2 separate regions of the Pan troglodytes genome follow, and region 1 is linked to region 2. Evidence: chromatin contacts called from public HiChIP or PLAC-seq data. All regions are on one chromosome and are shown on one strand. The core of a region is the stretch at or near the end of the contact, and the rest is flanking DNA. Distances in the headings are between cores, read along the strand shown.

Region 1 (2,735 bases), core at 171-2,670, 110 kb after region 2:
GCTCTGGGAAAGTAGAATACACATAAGACAGGTCCAGGTCTAAATTCTTTACAGAAACTTGGATTTTTAGTTCGGTTTGAAATTTGAAGATGTGAGTATTATTTATCTCAGTTTCCCAAAGGACAAGCTAATTGGAATTATCATCCTCTTTCACTTGATTGGATCCCCAGAATGCCATTTATGCATGCAGCAGGATTTTATAACAGTTTTAAATTCTGTATATTTGATGAAGAGGTTTTATATTTTTGGATTCAAGCCTCTTTTTAAACTTCTACAATATGGTTTACAATAATTTCTTATATCCTGCTTTTGAAATACATATTGCAGCTTTTTAAGTTTGGAAGGCTATATTTCAAGGACTGAAGTTACAGTATACTCAAGTGATACACAAGCCTAGCACCGCACTTTCCACATAGAGTGTTCGATAAAGATTGTTAAACTCGAAATCACAGGCCTTTTAATTCTTAAGACAAATAGCAGCAGAAAGAAACATCTTTGGCTTATTTCTGGTAAGGTTTTTATGCTCTGTAAAACAAAGAATTGTATTCATCCGCGCAGCACAGATTCTATTAAAAATAAATGTGAGAGTCGTTAATGTAGTAGTGCTCATTTACCATCAAAATTCACTTTTCAGGAATAATCCCATCAGTTTAAATTGGATATTGGAATGAGCATTGATTACATTTAACTTGGTAGCCCAAAATTTCTTTATGGGGTTTTGAACTCGGCGGGATTTCAAAGGTTTTAAAAATGAGTTTTTGATTTTTTTTTAAACCCTCAAATTTCATTACCTTTAAATTAGGTCGAAACGGGGCGCAAGAGACTGGATTAACACCATAGTAATACTTATTTTGTTCTTAACCATTTCAGGGCTTCTTGAAATAGAGGCTGTATGGTGTAATGGAAAAAACAGCCTTGGAATCTGGGAGCCTGATTCCTGGATTCAGTCCCAGTTTTGCGTGACCTTGGGCAAGTTACTTTACTTCTCTGAATTTCCGTTTCCTTCTCTGCAAAATGAGGATCGCAATAGCCACCTTGCAACCTTGACTGGAGCAAGCCTCGCACACCCCGCGCCGGCCTGGAGGAAGAGCAGCCATGATTACGCCGCCTTCGCTCCGCTACCCGCTTGCGGCTGGCGCCCTCCTCCAGCAGGTGTAGGCGCTGCCGCGCTGCCCCACGCCTTTCCGCCGCTCGCGGGCCTGCGCCTCGGCGTCCCCGAGGAGGCCGCTGCGGGCTGAGGTAGCGCACCGGCCTCTCGGCGTCCCAGTCCCGTCCCGGGCGGAGGGAAGGCGGGCGACCCACCTCCGAGGCAGAAGCCGAGGCCCGGCCCCGCCGAGTGCGGAGGAGCGCAGGCAGCCCCCGCCCCTCGGCCCTCCCCCCGGTCCTCCCGGTCCTCCCTCCGCCCCCTCCGCCCTCGCGCGCCGCCCGCCCGGGTCGCCGCGGGGCCGTGGTGTACGTGCAGAGCGCGCAGAGCGAGTGGCGCCCGCATGCCCTGCGCTCCTCCACAGCCTGGGCCGGGCCGCCCGGGACGCTGAGGCGGCGGCGGCGGCCGGTCTTGCGCTCCCCAGGCCCGCGCGTCTGAGCCCAGGTTGCCATTCGCCGCACAGGCCGCGTTCTCTCAGCCCTCGGCGGCGATGAGGCGCTGAGGCGGCTGCCGGCGCTGCGCCGGAGCTTAGGACTCGGAAGCGGCCGGGCCGAGGGCGTGGGGTGCCGGCCTCCCTGAGGCGAGGGTAGCGGGTGCATGGCGCAGTAACGGCCCCTATCTCTCTCCCCGCTCCCCAGCCTCGGGCGAGGCCGTCCGGCCGCCACCCCTCCTGCTCGGCCGCCGCAGTCGCCGCCGCCGCCGCCGCCGCCGCCATGGCCAATGACAGCGGCGGGCCCGGCGGGCCGAGCCCGAGCGAGCGAGACCGGCAGTACTGCGAGCTGTGCGGGAAGATGGAGAACCTGCTGCGCTGCAGCCGCTGCCGCAGCTCCTTCTACTGCTGCAAGGAGCACCAGCGTCAGGACTGGAAGAAGCACAAGCTCGTGTGCCAGGGCAGCGAGGGCGCCCTCGGCCACGGAGTGGGCCCACACCAGCATTCCGGCCCCGCGCCGCCGGCTGCAGTGCCGCCGCCCAGGGCCGGGGCCCGGGAGCCCAGGAAGGCAGCGGCGCGCCGGGACAACGCCTCCGGGGAAGCGGCCAAGGGAAAAGTAAAGGCCAAGCCCCCGGCCGACCCAGCGGCGGCCGCGTCGCCGTCTCGTGCGGCCACCGGCGGCCAGGGCTCGGCGGTGGCTGCCGAAGCCGAGCCCGGGAAGGAGGAGCCGCCGGCCCGCTCATCGCTGTTCCAGGAGAAGGCGAACCTGTACCCCCCAAGCAACACGCCCGGGGATGCGCTGAGCCCCAGCGGCGGCCTGCGGCCCAACGGGCAGACGAAGCCCCTGCCGGCGCTGAAGCTGGCGCTCGAGTACATCGTGCCGTGCATGAACAAGCACGGCATCTGTGTGGTGGACGACTTCCTCGGCAAGGAGACCGGACAGCAGATCGGCGACGAGGTGCGCGCCCTGCACGACACCGGGAAGTTCACGGACGGGCAGCTGGTCAGCCAGAAGAGTGACTCGTCCAAGGACATCCGAGGCGATAAGATCACCTGGATCGAGGGCAAGGAGCCCGGCTGCGAAACCATTGGGCTGCTCATGAGCAGCATGGACGACCTGATACGCCACTGTAACGGGAAGCTGGGCAGCTACAAAATCAA
Region 2 (2,728 bases), core at 96-2,595:
TCAGCCCCAATCAAGGTTTCAGGTGATTGCAAATAGGAATCAACCAGCTAAGCCCTTCCCAGATTCCTTAATCACAGAAATGTAAGGTACAGGATAGTGGATAGACAGGGACAAAAGGAAGAGGATTTTGTTTTGTGTTTGTTTTGAATTGAGGAATAACTTGTCCAAGTTAATATGCTGAGAAAAGGGGACTGTGAAAATATGTGTATATGGATATACGAGATTCACTAATAGATACAAGCTCCCACTCTGTGCTAAGTGTTACAGTTAAAACAAAGATACCGTCCCTGTCTTCAAGTCTAGTAGAGGAAACAAATACACACTAAATGAAAATATATTTTAGCATATAACAGATGAGTAAATATTATCAGGTACACAATTCTTGAGTATGTGACATGTCTAATATTAATGTTTACTGTTTCTTGTGTTTAAGTCATGTTTACCTGATTACTAACATTTCTCTTAATGGGACATAAAAGTGAAGGCCTTTGTAATCCAGACTTTTAGGGTACATCTAGCGCTATCACAAAACCTCCAGCTAAAGTTTCACATCTAAATTCTTAGGGACCGTTTTCTTGCGCATAACCATGGCTAAATAATTTTGTTCTCTCCCCTTCTTCAACTTACATTGCAGAGAACTTACATTTAAAGGCCAACATCACGGGTGAAGATGAATTAACATCCTTCCCTTCTCTTCTTTGGTTATGTGGGAAATTGTCATGCTTCCTTTTCCTGAACCCTCCTGATCCTTATATAGAGAAGAAAAAAAGTTAGAGAGGGATCTTCCATCACCAAGAGTTTGCAAAACACAACATAGACAAACCTCCTCCTTGCTTTAAAACCAGATACCCACAGGGCCCTCGCCTTAGAGGCTTTCTCCGCAGACTGACAGAGACGCTGCCCACGCCTTTCCAAGCAAATCATCCAAGTTTCCACTAACTGGTGCTATGATCTGGCATTACAGCAATTACTGAACTAGGATAAAATCACACCTCAAAGATTTAAGAAAAAAGGAAGTGTAAACAGGGCCGATCTGGCCGGGGAGAGAAACAGAGCTGCCGCCCCCGAGTCTGCAAGGGACGAAGGCATCCTTCAAGGGTGAAAAGGGGAAAACTGCATAGAAAGACTGGAGAACCTCCCCCTCCGGATAAATAACGCCCCGTGTTGTTAAGGACGCCACCTTCTTTGTTGCTCATGTCGTCACAGCCTACGGTGAGACGAGCGGAGACTGAAGGACCTGGAGCAAGAGGAGTGCGCGAGGTACAGGCCGAGGGAACCTGGGAAAACAGCCTGCAGAAAAACGCTTTGCAGCCGGGCCGACTACAACGCAGTGGCCGGAAGTCTCCTCTCACGTACTTCCGGCCTGCGTCCGGAGGGGATGGGAGACCGTCGCCGCTGGCTCCGCCCACCGCGTGGTCCAAGGACCACCACCCCCCACCGCCGCGCGAGCGTACTATTGCGGCCGCCCTCTGCTGTGCCTGAAGACAGAAGCGACTCTACAAGCCTCACAGCATGCACTGTTACTAAAAAGACGATGCGTCCTCCTGGAGCTGAGATCTGTGTGATCGTGGGAAAGCGACGAAAAACGTACGTAATTTTTTTCTGAAGGCACCTTCGGGACACCTTACCCTTCCCTCGGGGGGCGGGGGGGTGGGGGGCCAGCTTCGCGCGCGATGCATCGTGGGGGTTGTAGTTCCTCCGCCGGAGCGGGACCTCCGGTGCCCCGGGCCAGGGATGTGAGAAAGAAGGGAGCCCTCGAGTTCCTCGGGGCCTGTGGGAAGGTTTTTTTCAGGATCCAGGCAGAACCCTACAGAGCTGGGAGTTTTTTAACTTTCCATTCCTGGCAGTGACGCCAGGAGCTTTAAGTGATGGAAATATGCGAGTCAATCAGTGGATGGTGTTAGTACTGTTTTCTCTTATGAAGATCAAGCCTGTCCTTCGGGTCTACTTCCACCTTTTCCCCCTGCCCGTCTCCCACCGTCTCCCTCCTCTCCACTGGCTCTCAGGAGCCGGACAGTCTGTGTTCAATTTGCTTCCACGGAGTGGTTGTGTGACCTTGATGAACCACGCAACTTCTCTGCCTCAGTTTCCTTATCTGTAACATAGGGATAGAATAGTACCCACCTTGTAGGGTTATTTGAGGATGAAAGGAGTTAAGTCTCGTGAAGACGCTCTTTCACATATAACTGCTCAATTAAATATTAAATACCATACTCCTCTCCCACCAGGGCTCTCCCAAACAAAATGATAGAAAGGTGAGTAATAGCAGGTGTGTTCCACTAAACTGTGGGCCTTTCATTATGAGCAGGTGCTGCCATATCTAGACTGTGCCGCCCCTTAGCCCCAGTGCTTCTCAGCGCTGTGATCCGGCCCCATGTAAGCTTCCGTCAATGTTTGTTGAAGAATCATGTTCCTGGCGTCAGGATGGGTAACTAGATGGCAATTCAGCACCGTCTAGAGAGAAACTCAGGCCAAGGCTTGGTAACTGGGGTGCCCTAGGCCTAGTACAGAAAACACAAGTACATTTTAAGCTTTCTCTAAATAACCTCTATATTGTAGTCATGTGTTGAACACACAGTCTTTTCTCCTTGTTAATTTAGGAACAAAGGAACAGTAAATGGAGTAACTTGGCTAGAATATGGCAGTAACTACAAGGCATGTTCTGCTCTGGCACGAAGGTAACCACCACTCATACCTCTGCAGCCCTGTGAATACGTCAATTGACTAA

What was found. HiChIP or PLAC-seq counts read pairs in DNA pulled down with a chosen protein or histone mark.
Region 1: an H3K4me3 HiChIP or PLAC-seq map of stem cell-derived excitatory neurons shows a contact between it and region 2, with 6 times the contacts expected there. The contact joins the promoter of EGLN1 here to the promoter of TSNAX in region 2. A contact is called at or near these places in 1 of 7 Hi-C or Micro-C datasets (stem cell-derived neural progenitor cells) and 1 of 1 datasets of contacts at active chromatin or transcription factors (stem cell-derived excitatory neurons).

The regions. Positions count from the first base shown.
Region 1 is chr1:17,762,542-17,765,276 of NHGRI_mPanTro3-v2.0_pri, forward strand. EGLN1 (egl-9 family hypoxia inducible factor 1) reads left to right here and starts at 1,421. Exons shown (of 5, transcript XM_009441657.5): 1 at 1,421-2,735. The coding sequence starts at 1,858.
Region 2 is chr1:17,653,550-17,656,277 of NHGRI_mPanTro3-v2.0_pri, forward strand. TSNAX (translin associated factor X) reads right to left here and starts at 1,346. Exons shown (of 6, transcript XM_514271.9): 1 at 1,181-1,346; 2 at 644-748. The coding sequence starts at 1,196. LOC107970636 (a long non-coding RNA gene) reads left to right here and starts at 1,278. Exons shown (of 3, transcript XR_010149796.1): 1 at 1,278-1,587; 2 at 2,601-2,678.